Linked DNA regions of Mus musculus: region 2 is linked to region 1. The links are chromatin contacts, called in public promoter capture Hi-C maps. All regions are on one chromosome and are shown on one strand. Each heading gives the region's core, a stretch centred on a gene start, on an enhancer-like site or on the middle of the called end of the contact. The rest is flanking DNA. Distances are from core to core; before and after follow the strand shown. Region 1 holds the start of Ccdc177 (coiled-coil domain containing 177). Region 2 holds the start of 1700052I22Rik (RIKEN cDNA 1700052I22 gene).

Region 1 (6,156 bases), core at 1,738-4,237:
CCCCAGACCATGGGATGATGCTCTCATATGCAGACTGGGCCTTCCCTCCCCAGCTAAACCTAGAAATGACTTTACAGATACACCTAGAGGTAGATCTCTAGGTGATTCTAAATCCAATCAAGTTGGTGATGTAAATTAAGCTCCCTTTAAAAGTGCCTCACCTGGGGCTGGTGAGACGGCTCAGGGGTTAAGTGCACTGACTGCTCTTCCGGAGGTCATGAGTTCATAAACATCCGTAATGAGAAACAAAAAACAAAAAAACTATGGACCAGAGTGAGTGGGGCTGGAACAAGAGGGAGAAGGGAGGTGGGGGGAGGGGGGGAAGTGTCTCACCTGTAACATAAGCCCATTTAATGTGTACTGTCCACCTGGTCCCACTGTGATCAAAAAGACAAACCCCATGTTCTTTCTTTCTGTAGATGAGAAACAGGTCCTCTATCAGCATCTATGCACCACAGGGGCTAACTTGCTAGCTTGTGAGGTTCAAGCCTTACAACTCCTAACATCATTGCCTAAGAGTTGCATCAATACCTCCTACTTCCTCGATCACCATTGCACTTTGGCATCTGCTCCCCGTACAACGTGGTGGGATGTTTGCCAGTGTCACTCAGTCTGATGACTGTTACTTTGGATATTTGATTCCAGAAGAAACCCATTTGGACTTCTGTAGCCTTTAGTACTTGAATCACGTTCTTCTGAGCGCTCTCCTCACATAGCAAGCACACTCTCCTTCCGTTCCTTATTGGTCTCATCCATGGGTCTGCTTTTTCTTTGAAATCCTATCACTGATATCCTGTTATCAACCCATCTTTCCTATCTTCGTGGTCTCACACATATTATTCATTCTAAGACCTGTCTTAGTTGGGGTTTCCATTGCTGTGATGGAATACCATGACTAAAAGCAATTTGGGGTGGAAAGATTTTATTTCTGCTTACAGTCATATTTTTATCATCAAAGGAAGTCAGGGGCTGGAGAGATGGCTCAGTGGTTAAGAGCACTGACTGCTTTTCCGAAGGTCCTGAGTTCAAATTCCAGCAACCACGTGGTGGCTCACAACCATCCATAATGAGATCTGACGCCCTCTTCTGGTGCATCTGAAATCTGAAGACAGCTACAGTGTACTTATAATAATAAATAAATTTTTTTTTTTTTTTGGTTTTTCGAGACAGGGTTTCTCTGTATAGCCCTGGCTGTCCTGGAACTCACTTTGTAGACCAGGCTGGCCTCGAACTCAGAAATCTGCCTGCCTCTACCTCCCCAGTGCTGGGATTAAAGGCGTGCGCTACCACACCTGGCTAATAAATAAATCTTGAAAGAAAGAAAGGAAGAAAGAAAGAAAGGAAGAAAGAGAGAGAGAGAAAGCGGAAGTCAGGGCAGGAACTCAAGGTAAGAAGACGAGAGGCTGCTGCTTACTGGCTTGCTCCTGAACGCTTACTCAGCCTGCTTTCTTACACACTCCAGAATCACCAGAGGTGAAACCACCCACAATGGGCAGGCACCCCCTCATCAATCGCTAATTAAGAAAATGCAAGTCTTGCCTTCAGAGTAGTCTGGGGGTGCATTTTCTCAGTTGAGGTCACCTCTTCTTAAATGACTCTAGCATGTGTCAAGTGGACAGAAAACTAGCCATCACAGGGACCTTACATAGATGGTGACATCCTCGATCTAGTTCCAGTCCAGACCTCTAGTATGACTTAACCAGCCACCTGTTGGATGGTCCTACTCTAATGACGGAGAGGGGCAACTGCCCATAACTGGCATTCCATACCAGCTAATCTTCCCTCCTGGATCCACGCTTTCCGTGTCTGTCTGTCTGTCTGTCTGTCTGTCTGTCTGTCTCAGCATCCCACTGCTCCAGGCAGCCATCCTTGATCCCTCACTTCACACACTAGAGCCAAGCTTTGAGTGTGGTTCCTTCCACTGTATTTACAAACCCCCACCTTCCTCCTTTCCTACCACCGCTCCCTTTCTGGTTCCAACATTCCCTGTGCTGGGTACCTGCAGTGCCTCCCCAACTGCTTCCTTAGTCTCTTGGGCCTTGCCCTGTTGTTGCTAGAGTTATGTTCCTAAAAAGTCTATCTGCGGCATTATTTCCTTGTTCAAAACCTTCCCTTTCCAAAACAAAACAAAACAAAACAAAACAAAACAAAACAAAAACTTTACTTTCCCCTCATGGTTTCCTTTGTTTGCTTGTTTAGTTTCTCTGTGTAGCCCTGGCTGTCCTGGAACTCTGTAGCTCAGGCTGGTCTTGAACTCACAGAGCTCCACCTGCCTCTGCCTCCTGAGTGCTGGGATCAAAGGCGGGCATCACCACCAACCAGCCCTTCGGATTCTTTAGCATCATAGTTCACCACACTCTCTAATGCTACACCTCCCCCCCCCCCCCATTCCTTGGAGGATTCTAATCTGGGATGTCTTTGGCCACTACCACTCACGATGGAAGGGTAGGATGAGGTGTCATCAAAAAGCACTCATTACATGGCATCGATCAGGATCAGTCTCATCGTATGAAACTAGCGACTCGGAAGCAGCATCCGCTGGTCACTTGTGTTCTGCCGCCTGAACCCGTGTGTTTTTGTCGACTGTTTTTAGTTATTTAGGTGAGCAAACAAGGTAATGGCAATTTCATAATGTGGCATCATTCTTTGTTCTCATTCGTTCTCCCATCTTAGCTTTCCTTAAATAAATAAAAATCACTATTTGGACCAGGTGCCCTCTTTCTACCCAATTACTTGCTGACTTGTTGGTCTGCTTAAGATCCCTTTGAGAAATATACTGATTCCTTCATTGTACCCGCCTAAGGTGCCCAAAGACTAGATTTCTGGTGATAACTGCTATGTCCACATCTCTCTGTATTACGTATGTATGCATGCATTCATTTATATGCATACATGTGTAGTTACTGTATTTTTAATTGCTTTGTCGTCCTCTAAGCAAAGAAATGAATACCCTTAAGTGGCCACCAGGAGGCGCCAGGAGCAGCGAGAGACCTGCGGTACCTTGGCGGTAGAGGTGGAGATGGATGCAGAGGCGAGGGAAGAACCCAGCTTCCTTTTTTAAGAATCAGTTGTGAGCAAGGGAGCAGAGCTACGTTATTTTAGGGAGACTTTGTCGCACTCCCCCTCCCCCGGGTAGGTAGCGTCTGGGATGTGTGCTCCCAGTTCGTAGTCTCCCATGGAGAGACGCTGGCTGCTGCAGCCGGCAGTAACCCGACCCCGCCGGCGCAGGGACTGAAGAGGCGCCGGGGAGAGCAGCGAGAGGCGAACAAAAGCCCTCGGCAAGGGGGCCGGAGCCCGGACCTGGGGTAAGTGAACCCGCTCGGAGACCTAGCAGCTCCCAGAATGGAGCGGCAGGGTTTACGGCGCTCTAAGAGCCCACTCCCCTGAGATGCGGTGCGGAAACTGGTGAGCATCAGCGGCTGATGTCTGAGTCCACCATACTGGGGTTGATGGTACCTTTAACTACACATTCGGCCTTGGAGATCGGGTGCATCTGGGAGGATTCAGGTGCCTTGTGCATCTTGAGCAAACACCGGGTGGGGGCTGGAGGAAGAGGAAGGCAGAGAGCTCCCAGCAAGCCCCGCTGGAGAGGCTGGAGAAAGAATCCATCACTCCACTCGGAGAAGCCTTTGGAGACTCTTTTCAGCCCTTCCATCTCCCGGGGGCCCTGCGCTCCGGGTCCTTTTGGTAGAGAGAAATCAACCATAAACTTCTTCCTAGGCAACTGGGGCCCTCGCAGCAATGCACTTTGGCATGCACAGGCCCCTTCCCCTTTTGTGTTCTTGCAAAGCTGCATCCCAGCAGCCCGCCTAAGCTACAAACAAATAGCTAATCCTCCGGGGAATCCTCCAGCGCCTCCCTCGCTGGCTGCAGCCTTCCTTGCACTTCAATCTTTGCAGGAAGGGGATGCAGCTAGTGGGCCTCACGCCAATGTGGTCTCCTGAAAGGCCCTGCATTCTAGGTCTGAGGGAGACTGAGGCTGCTGTCTAAGGCCCAGCGTCCCCCCACCGCAACTGCCCAGCCTGAGTTTTTGGGGCATCAGTTTTAGGATTTACGTTCCATCAGGCCCCTGAGCCTAATCTGAAATCGGATTAAGTTGGGAGGGGTAAATATGGCTGAGGAGGGAGGAACAGCTCACAGATCCTCTATGTCCCCCCGCCCCTCTGTCATCTCAGGGACTCCAACAAAGAACGAGGTTCAGCTATGGTGGACCCGGTGCCAGAAGAGGAGAAAGAGGGAGCGGAGCCCGGTGGCTCTGAAGGGGATGAGGCCACAGCGTCCGAGCCCCCCGATGCCCAGGGAGCCCAGCAGCCGGCTGCCTCCTCGGCCTCCGCCTCCGCGGCGGCGCCCCGTAAGGCTGAAGTCCCCTGCGGGGCAGAAGGTGGACGTCGGGAGCAGTCTCCGTTGCTGCACCTCGATCTCTTCAATTTCGCCTGCCCCGAGGCAGAGGGCAGCCGCTACGTCCTGACCAGCCCCCGCTCTCTGGAGGCCTGCGCCCGATGCGCGGTCAAGCCCGTGGAGCTGCTGCCTCGGGCCCTGGCCGACCTGGTGCGCGAGGCCCCGGGCCGCTCCATGCGCGTGGCCACCGGCCTGTACGAGGCCTACGAGGCGGAGCGCCTGGCCAAACTGCAGCAGTGCCGCGCCGAGCGCGAGCGCATCATGCGCGAGGAGAAGCGGCGCCTGTTCACACCGAAGGGTCCGGCGGCAGCCCCGGCCTCGGCCTCAGCCTCAGCCTCAGCCTCGGCCCTGAGCGGGGGCAGCAGCAGCAGCTGCAGCAGCAGCAGCAGCCTCCCGGCCTCGCCCGCCTCGCGAGTTGCTCGAAGGACTTCTCCCAGTCCCCCCGCCAGGAGCCGGCCTCCGCCCGCCGGTTCTCGGACAGGTAGAAAGAGCCACTCGCTGGACTCGCTCTCCCGCCGGAGGGACGGTGCCCTGAGCTCCGAGTCCGGGGCCTCGTCGTCGTCCTACAGCGGGGAGAGCCTTCGGGAGCTTCGCTGGCCACCTCGAGCTTCCGCCAGGAACAGCTGCCCCGCGGGCTCGGCGTCGTCTGCACCTAACCCACTGGGCCGCCCTTCGGCCCTTGCTCTGGTTCCGCTCACGGCCCGCAGCTTCAGCCTCGGAGACCTGAGCCACTCGCCGCAGACAGCCCAGCATGTGGAGCGCATCGTCCGCCAAGTGCGCGCCGAGCGAGGCCTGCGCGGGGTACCCGAGCGCGACCGCAAGATCGCCGCCCTCATGCTGGCCCGGCACCAGGAAGAGCGCCTGTTGCTGGAGCAGCGCGCCGCGGCCCACGGCCAGTGGGAGCAGCAGCGCGTGCGCGCCGAACAGCGGCGGGAGCGCGAGGAGCGAGAGAAGCAGCGCGCGCTGGAGCGGGGCCGGCGGGCCTGGGCGGCGCAGGTGGAGGAGCGGCGCGGTCGCCGGGGCCGGGAGGAGCGCGAGGCCGCGCGGAGGCGGCAGCAGCAGTGCGAGCGCAGCGAGGAGCGGCGGCGGGAGCTGGCGGAGCGTCAGGGACTGCTGCGGCGGGAGCGGGTGGAACGCGCCGCGCGGGACGACCGGCTGCGCAAGCTGCAGCAGGAGCAGAACCTGAAGCAGAGGGAGGAGGGCCGGCAAGAGGGGCGGGAGCGCGCGGAGCTGGTCCGCCGGGAGCGCGCCCAGCGGGCGGCGCGCGCCCGAGAGCGGCAAGAGGGCCAACTGCAGCGCGAGAAGCGCGAGCTGAGCCGGGCCGAGCGGGCGCGCCACGAGGCGCTGCTTAGAGGCCGAGTCCGGCAGCAGCAGGAGGAGCGGGAGGGCCTGCGGAGCTCCCTGGAGGCCAGCTTGGGCCGCGCGCAAGAGAACTACGAGCAGCTGCAGGAACAGCGCGCCCGGGAGCTGCGGGAGCGCGCGCGGAGAGAGGAGCTCCAGGGTCGGCGGGCGAAGGAAGCGGCCGAGCGCAAAGAGCGGGAGCATCAGGCGCACTTGGAGGCGCTGGCGCGGGCGGGAGAACGACGGCTGCAGCACGCGGCGCAGGTGGCCGAAGAGGCTGTGCAGCAGAAGGCCCGGCGCGTGGTTCAGACCCGCCTGGAAAAGGAGAGGGCCCAGCGTGCCAACAAGGAGAAGGTAGAGAGAGACGAAGACTGCCGCCGCCGCGAGCTGCTGCAGGCCATTGGGCGCAAGCTGGAG
Region 2 (7,049 bases), core at 4,184-6,683, 160 kb before region 1:
AAAGAACAGGTAAACAGAAAGAATAAGGCCACCTGCCTGGGCCACTGAGTTAAACTCAGTTACAGGAGAAGAGGAGTGACTGTAATGAGAGTCCCCAGGGAGAGTGGGGGGGGGGCTGTCCTCACACCAATCCTGACCCTGCTTCCTAGTGACACGCTCTAAGCACATGGCCCAAAGGGACAATTTAGTTTTGTCCCTGGGCACGTCTTTTCTGCCAAGATTATAATAAGCCTAAGCAAACACCTTTTTTTTTTTCTTTTCTGAAACAGTTTCATGTATCCCAAGCTAATCTCAGACTCACTGCATCAAGGGACTTTCAACCCCTGATTCTTCTGCCTCTCTATCCCAAGTGCTTACAAGAGTGTAGACAGCATCATGCCCAACTGAGATCACCTTCTAAGTCAATGCTTCTGAAACTCAGAGAAGCAGTCGTTTCAGTCCAGTGGGGAAGTCAACAGTGCAATATCTGGGCCTTCCTTAGCCCATGCCTACAGATTCAAACTGTCCCAAATCCCAACCAGAGTAGAACTCATGGTCTGAATGGGATCTTTGTCTTCCTAGTGGAGGACTTGAACAGTTTTCTGCTAGGCTGGTTTTGTTGTTTTGTTTTGAAACAGAATCTCACTATGTAGCCCAGGTTACCTTTGAACTTGTGATACTTCTATCTCTGGCATTACAGGTACACAACAGTATGGCTAGATTTTAACATATGGCATTGAACAAGCTATAGAAGCCTTTATGGGGAAGCTCCCCTTGCTAGCTGTGATCCTGGGCGAAGCCCAAGGACCTTTAACCAGTCCTGGGAGGCGTCTAGTAATCATTAACTAGACATCCCTCAGATGCTTATTAAAAAGTGTCCCTAGTCTAACGGTGATTATCTAACCCAGCACTGCCTGGTAGAAATAAGAACACAAGACACAGATATAAGATTTCCTAATAATTCTATTCTTAAAAGGTAAAATTTAAACAGGTGGAATTCCATTTAAAATATATTGTAATTGTTGAAGTCTGTTTCTCTAAATTGGTTCCCTGGCATTACTTCTTAGAAATAACTACAGCCATTTTGCTTCAGGTCTGCCTACCCAGCAGAGCTGTAGCCATTTTGTCCATGCCCCCAGCTATTTCATACTATTGATGTAATATGGCTCTCAGTCGATAACACTGAAAGATAACTTGACTCAGAACAGGGTCATGGTGACCACATACCCTATTATGTTCTGAGGTTTGTTAATCTTGAAATTTGACAACATTTCCTGCCCCTGTGTATGGGATCACTGTGAATGTTAGCCTGTATAAGCTGGCCCTGAGAAACGTTCAGGGTTGTAGCCTTAGCTCTTAAGTCTGAGCTACACATTGATTGATCTTTGGGTGTGCCTTCAAAAACCCATCCCTGTCTGATTGAGATCGGTGTTCATGTGGTTTGTGGGGCTATTCCTGGACCCTAACATAATTAAATAAATATATCCAAAATAGTATCACTTCAACATATAAACAGTTCTGTTAGGGTTTAAGGGCAGACTGTGGCCGGACGGTGGTGGCACACGCCTTTAATCCCAGCACTTGGGAGGCAGAGGCAGGTGGATTTCTGAGTTCGAGGCTAGCCTGGTCTACAAAGTGAGTTCCAGGACAACCAAGGCTATACAGAGAAACCCTGTCTCAATGACCCCTCCAAAAAAAAAAGGGCAGACTGCAGAGAACCTTGGTGGGTTACATTTCAGCATACCTTGGCTCAGTCCTACCAAGGTACTCCAACCTTTGCAGCTAAATTCTAACAGGTATGAAATCACTAATGTGCTATTTTACACTTTTGCCTATTCAGTCTTCACCATCCAATATACCTTATACTTTCTCCTTCAAAATGTATCTTCCCATGGGGCTGGAGAAATGACTTGGCAGTTATAAGCACTCTCTAGCCTCAGAATCTTCATCTTAAACATGAGTAAAGTAGCATGCATAATACATCACAGAGTCCAGATGTACCCCATTTAGGTGCATGAAGTCTACTGGAGACAGAACCCTTTCTGTAGGACTCTCAAATTAAATCTGTTTTTCTCCTCTTGAAGAAGGAAGAAGAGGAGAAGGAAGAGGAGGAAAAGGAGGAGAATAAACCGCCACCAGGTGGGCATAGTGGTACATGCCTTTAATTCCAACAGAAACAGGATTCCTGAGTTCTGGGTCAGCCTAGTCTACAGAGCAAGTTCCAGGACAGCCAGCCAGGGCTGCAAAACAATCAATCAAACAAACAGATAAAAACCAACAACAAAACACCCACAACCAACAACAACAAACTGCAAAAAGAAAAAGAGAGAGACAGAGAGAGAGAGAGAGACAGAGAGACAGAGAGAGAGAAAGAGAGAGAGAGAGAGAGAGGGAGGGAGGGAGGGAGGGAGGGAGGGAGGGAGGGAGGGAGGAAGGAAGGAAGGAAGGAAGGAAGGAAGGAAGGAAGGAAGGAAGGAAGGAAGGAAGGAAGGAAGAAGCCAATTGGGGCATCCTCCTGTGGTTTTAACTCCTGTTGTGAGACACTAAGAAGCAAGACCTGAGCTTTTGAGATGCCACCAAGCTTGATGCCCAGAATTCAGATACCTAGACTCACATAGTGGAAAGAGAAAGCAAGTTTCTACAAGTTGTCCTCTGACCTCTACATGTACACACCCGGTACATTTGAGCCCATACACATAGATAAATAAAATTATAATTTTTTAAAAAGAGGTGAGAGCTGAGAACACACAGACAGGAAAATCTATGTGAGTTTGAGGCCAGTCTGCTCTACATAGAGAATTCCAGACTATCCAGGGTAAGACCTTGTCTAAAAAAAGATGAGACATTGAAGTTCTCTAAAATGGATTCATTACATTCCTTTAGAACCAGAACTCAACTCGGGAGGCAGAGGCAGGTGGATCTCTGAATTTGAGGCCAGCCTGGTCCACAGAGTGAGTTCCAGGACAGCCAGGGCTATACAGAGAAACCCTGCCTCAAAAACAAACAAACAAACAAACAAACAAACAAACAACAAAAATAGAGCAAGAACTGTTGAAGCACTTGATGCCCTAGTGGGTTATCTCAAAGATGAGACAATCATAAAACCGCTTTGGCTAGGCCTCTGGAACACTGCCTATCTCTTGCCACGTCATGCTCTGTGCTACCGCAGGACTTTCCACCAAGAAAGAATATTATCAGACAGAGCCCTTTGACCCAGGGCCTGAACCATGAACCTAGTGAATCTCTTGTCTTTGTAAGTTGCCTAGCTTTTGTTGTTGCTATTAGCAACAGAAAATGGACAAGGACCTGTGCTTACAGTCCCGTGAAATTAGTGTTTTTTTTTTTTTTTTGGTTTTGTTTTGTTTTTTTTGTTTTTTTTTTTGGTTTTTCGAGACAGGGTTTCTCTGTATAGTCCTGGCTGTCCTGGAACTCACTTTGTAGACCAGGCTGGCCTCGAACTCAGAAATCCGCCTGCCTTTGCCTCCCTCGTGCTGGGATTAAAGGCGTGCGCCACCACGCCCGGCTTGAAATTAGTGTTATTAACCTGGTGGGAAGGAAATAAGTACACATGGTAAAGGAGGCAGAGCCCATCGTGGGGGATTTACAAGATTAGGGATTCAGGAGACTGGGTCAGGCTGGAACTCCAGGGAGCAAGGACACCTCTTAATGAAGTGTCATTAGGGACAAGGACAGTGTTGTAGTTACGTTTTTTCCAGGAAACCTTACTTAGTTCAGGAGACAGGGGCACGGTGTGCGGCTGGCTGGAAAGGATTACTTTCAAGGGCAAGAGGTTATAAGGCCTTGGCTGCAGTCCAGTTGGAGAACCCAACTATTATGGTCACAGTTCACCATGCCTGAATAGCTCTCCAAACTCCGTGCAAAATGGAGTACTCCCATTCTCAGTAGGGCTTCCCTTTATTTGCCTAATTTTACTTGGAAAGCGTCTCTGAGCACAGGCGCCTGGCCTTATTTGGGCCAAGACTCTGCACAGAGCCTCCTGCAAGCGGGGCCTGATTCTGCACTTAAGTCCTGCTCAGCCCTTCCCTTCTTCTGAAGAACCCTGCTTGGTGCTTCCACTCCCTTAGCCCTGTGTGCTGGTATCCAACAACCCCCCGAGGAAAGGGAGACCCACACAGTCCCTTAAGAACGCTGTTCTAGGTTCTGTTAGAAAGGGCAAGTCTGGGGCTGGAGAGATGGCTCAGTGGTTAAGAGCACTGACTGCTCTTCCAGAGGTCCTGAGTTCAATTCCCAGGAACCACATGGTGGCTCACAACCATCTGTAATAGAATCTGACGCCCTCTTCTGGTGTGTCTGAAGACAGCTACAATGTGCTCATATAAATAAATAAATAAATAAATAGATAAAAACAAAACTTTAAAAAAAAAAAAAAAGAAAGGGTAAGTCTGGAGGTAAAGATGATTGAATCGGCCGGGCGTGGTGGCGCACGCCTTTAATCCCAGCACTTGGGAGGCAGAGGCAGGTGGATTTCTGACTTTGAGGCCAGCCTGGTCTACAAAGTGAGTTCAAGGACAGCCAGGGCTACACAGAGAAACCTGTCTCTCGAAAAAAAAAAAGATGATTGAATCGATACAAGCATTTGCCACCAAACATGACCTGGATTCCATTCCTGGAGCCCATGTGATTGATAGGAGAAAAGTGGCTGGAGAGACGCTAAGCCATCTCTTCAGCCATCCCCTTACCAAAAGGATGGATCTTATTTTAGTCAAATAACAATTGGATCACACAGCATTCAAGAACAGTTAAATAATAAGTTAATCAGATATTAAAGCTGAGCAAGGGTGTCAAACACCTTTAATCTCAGCACTTGGGAGGCTCAGACAGGTTGATCTCTGTGAATTCGAGGCCAATCTGCCTACAGAGTGAGTTCCAGGACAGCCAGTGCTATACAGAATAAGCCTGTCTCAACCCTACCTCCCCTCCAAAAGGAAAGATTGGTCTTTAAACATTAATAACCAATGATGTCACTCTTGACTGTGACCTTTCTAGTATAAAACCACAGTCAGGGACTAGAGAGATGGCTTAGCAGGTAAAAGCATTTCCTTCTCTTTCAGAGGAACAGAGTTCAAGTCCCAGGATTCATGCTGGAAGTCACAACCAGGAGTAACTTCAGCTCCAGGGGACCCAACATCCTTCTGACCTCCTCAGAAACCTGCACACATCTGACGGACTCTCTCTCTCTCTCTCTCTCTCTCTCTCTCTCTCTCTCTGTGTGTGTGTGCGTGTCTGTCTGTCTGTCTCTCTCTCTCTCTCTGTCTGTCTCTCTCTCTCTCCCCTTCCACACAGAGTAAATAAAAATAACACTACTTTAAAAATAAAAACCATATGCATGCTCAGTGGCCACCAATCTATTCAGGCCAGCTTCCGGAACTTTGAGCTGTGTGAAGGAACCACTGTGAACTCTTTGTATTGTTGTCGTCAGCCTCTGTAGAGCTGTGGGGGAATCTCAGCAAGGGTTGGAGAACCAGTTCCACCTTGGCACAGTGCCAAAAGGAAGGCTTTGAGCAAGTCACCAGCACTAGGACCTTCTCATGAGCTTGCAGAGGAGCTGAGCTCTTGGCTAATGGGGGAAGGTCAATCTTGTGAACAGCAGGCTGTGCTGAGTATCAAATCACAAAAATCAGACCACTTGACTCCTAATATGAACAACGGATGGTAGGTCAGGGGCCTGGAGTCATGAACCCAATGACTGGCCCCTGTATTATCTTTAGATTAATATTACTTCTCCAGGCTCCTGGTGAGCATTTCTTCCCTTTTGTTTCCTGGGTTGCAGTCACTTAAAAGCGGGACCGTTTTCTAGGCCACATTGGGTCACTTAAATGAAAGCACTGTGGAGCCTTCTTGATCTAACCGTTTTTATTGTCGGGTTGTCTCTCCTGGTCTCTTCATTGTTTTCCATGGCCAAGCTGTTTAAGCTGCAAGGAGCCAAGCAAATTCTATGTCAAATACTGGACCGTGGCCATTTGCCTCCCCCCACCCCCCTGCCACTTACGCGTACCTCATCCATAAAGCCCCACCCCCACCAGGTTCTGCCTTGGGAGTCCAGGACATGGGGACACCTGCAGCCCCACCCTCCTTTACACCTGAGGAAACAAAGTAGATTTCAATGTCCTCCCTAGACCTGTCTGGCAAGACAAGATTTTTGTCAGGTCCTGCCAGCTCAGGGACTTTCTGATTAGAGAGTTGCCAAGGTGCTTTTCTTGCTTCAAAGGCAATGCAGTGATCCCGAGATTCCCACAACAAACACATAGCTGTTGTGAGCGTTTACTTTGTTTCCATTTATCTGTTACATAGGGACTTCTCAGAGGAAAAGGTGAAGTCAAACAGATCAGCAAGACAGATCCAAACTACCAGACGCTGACATCACCTCTAATGTTCTGCAGTTTTCTCAGACCCCTCTTCTACCTAATACTCACTTATCAAAGTCAACATTAAAACCACCTGATGACAATATTGTGACCCCCATCTCAGTCATTTTTATCGTGATACCTTAAAGGGACCAGCACATTTCTGAATCCAGATGGCTAGTGTTATTGAAGCCTTGCTTACTTTTTTTTTTTTTTTTTTTTTTTTTTGTCTGTAGCGTTTAAACGCCGGAATCACGACACTGAGGCTTAGCTTGGTGGTTCCACCTGTAGTCCTGGCACTCAAAGATCTGAGAGGGATGAGGCAGTATCAAGGCTATTCTGGACTATGGGAGTGAAACCCTGTCTTTGTTAGGTCTCAAAGAAACCCGGGAGAAGGCTCTTGCAGTACCTGTGGCTCCTCCCAGCGCTCTTCACCCCACCCTCTACCCTAAACCTGCCTCCCCCGCCTGCACCTCCCCCATCCCTGCAGCGGCTGATTTTCCGCTTCCCGCTTCCCTTCCTCCAATCCCATCCCTGTATAGCCCATTTTAGCTATGCTGCGCTCTTTCCCTCTTGGTCTGGTTGCCTTTCTTGGTGTGTGGCTCCTCTTCTTGGCATGTCTTCTAGGCTCTGCCCCACAGTTACCTGGCAACAGCCAGGTGTGCCTGACTCACTATATGCTCTTCTTACTATCTTCCTCTCTAC

What was found. Promoter capture Hi-C pulls out the DNA fragments that hold promoters and counts their contacts.
Region 2: a promoter capture Hi-C map of embryonic stem cells shows a contact between it and region 1, with 3 times the contacts expected there. The contact joins the promoter of 1700052I22Rik here to the promoter of Ccdc177 in region 1. A contact is called at or near these places in 16 of 39 promoter capture datasets (the C10 cell line, the HPC-7 cell line, Sertoli cells and 11 more), 2 of 15 datasets of contacts at CTCF or cohesin (embryonic stem cells and large pre-B cells), 2 of 484 Hi-C or Micro-C datasets (bone marrow-derived macrophages and cortical neurons), 20 of 115 datasets of contacts at active chromatin or transcription factors (SST interneurons, acute myeloid leukemia, bone marrow-derived macrophages and 9 more) and 5 of 9 other capture datasets (adipose tissue, embryonic stem cells, liver and 2 more).

What each region holds. Positions count from the first base shown.
Region 1 is chr12:80,757,546-80,763,701 of GRCm38.p6, reverse strand. It overlaps Ccdc177 (coiled-coil domain containing 177), which reads left to right and starts at 2,987. Exons shown (of 2, transcript NM_001008423.2): 1 at 2,987-3,305; 2 at 4,176-6,156. The coding sequence starts at 4,204.
Region 2 is chr12:80,922,831-80,929,879 of GRCm38.p6, reverse strand. It overlaps 1700052I22Rik (RIKEN cDNA 1700052I22 gene), which reads left to right and starts at 5,433. Exons shown (of 2, transcript NR_033786.1): 1 at 5,433-5,652; 2 at 6,292-6,448.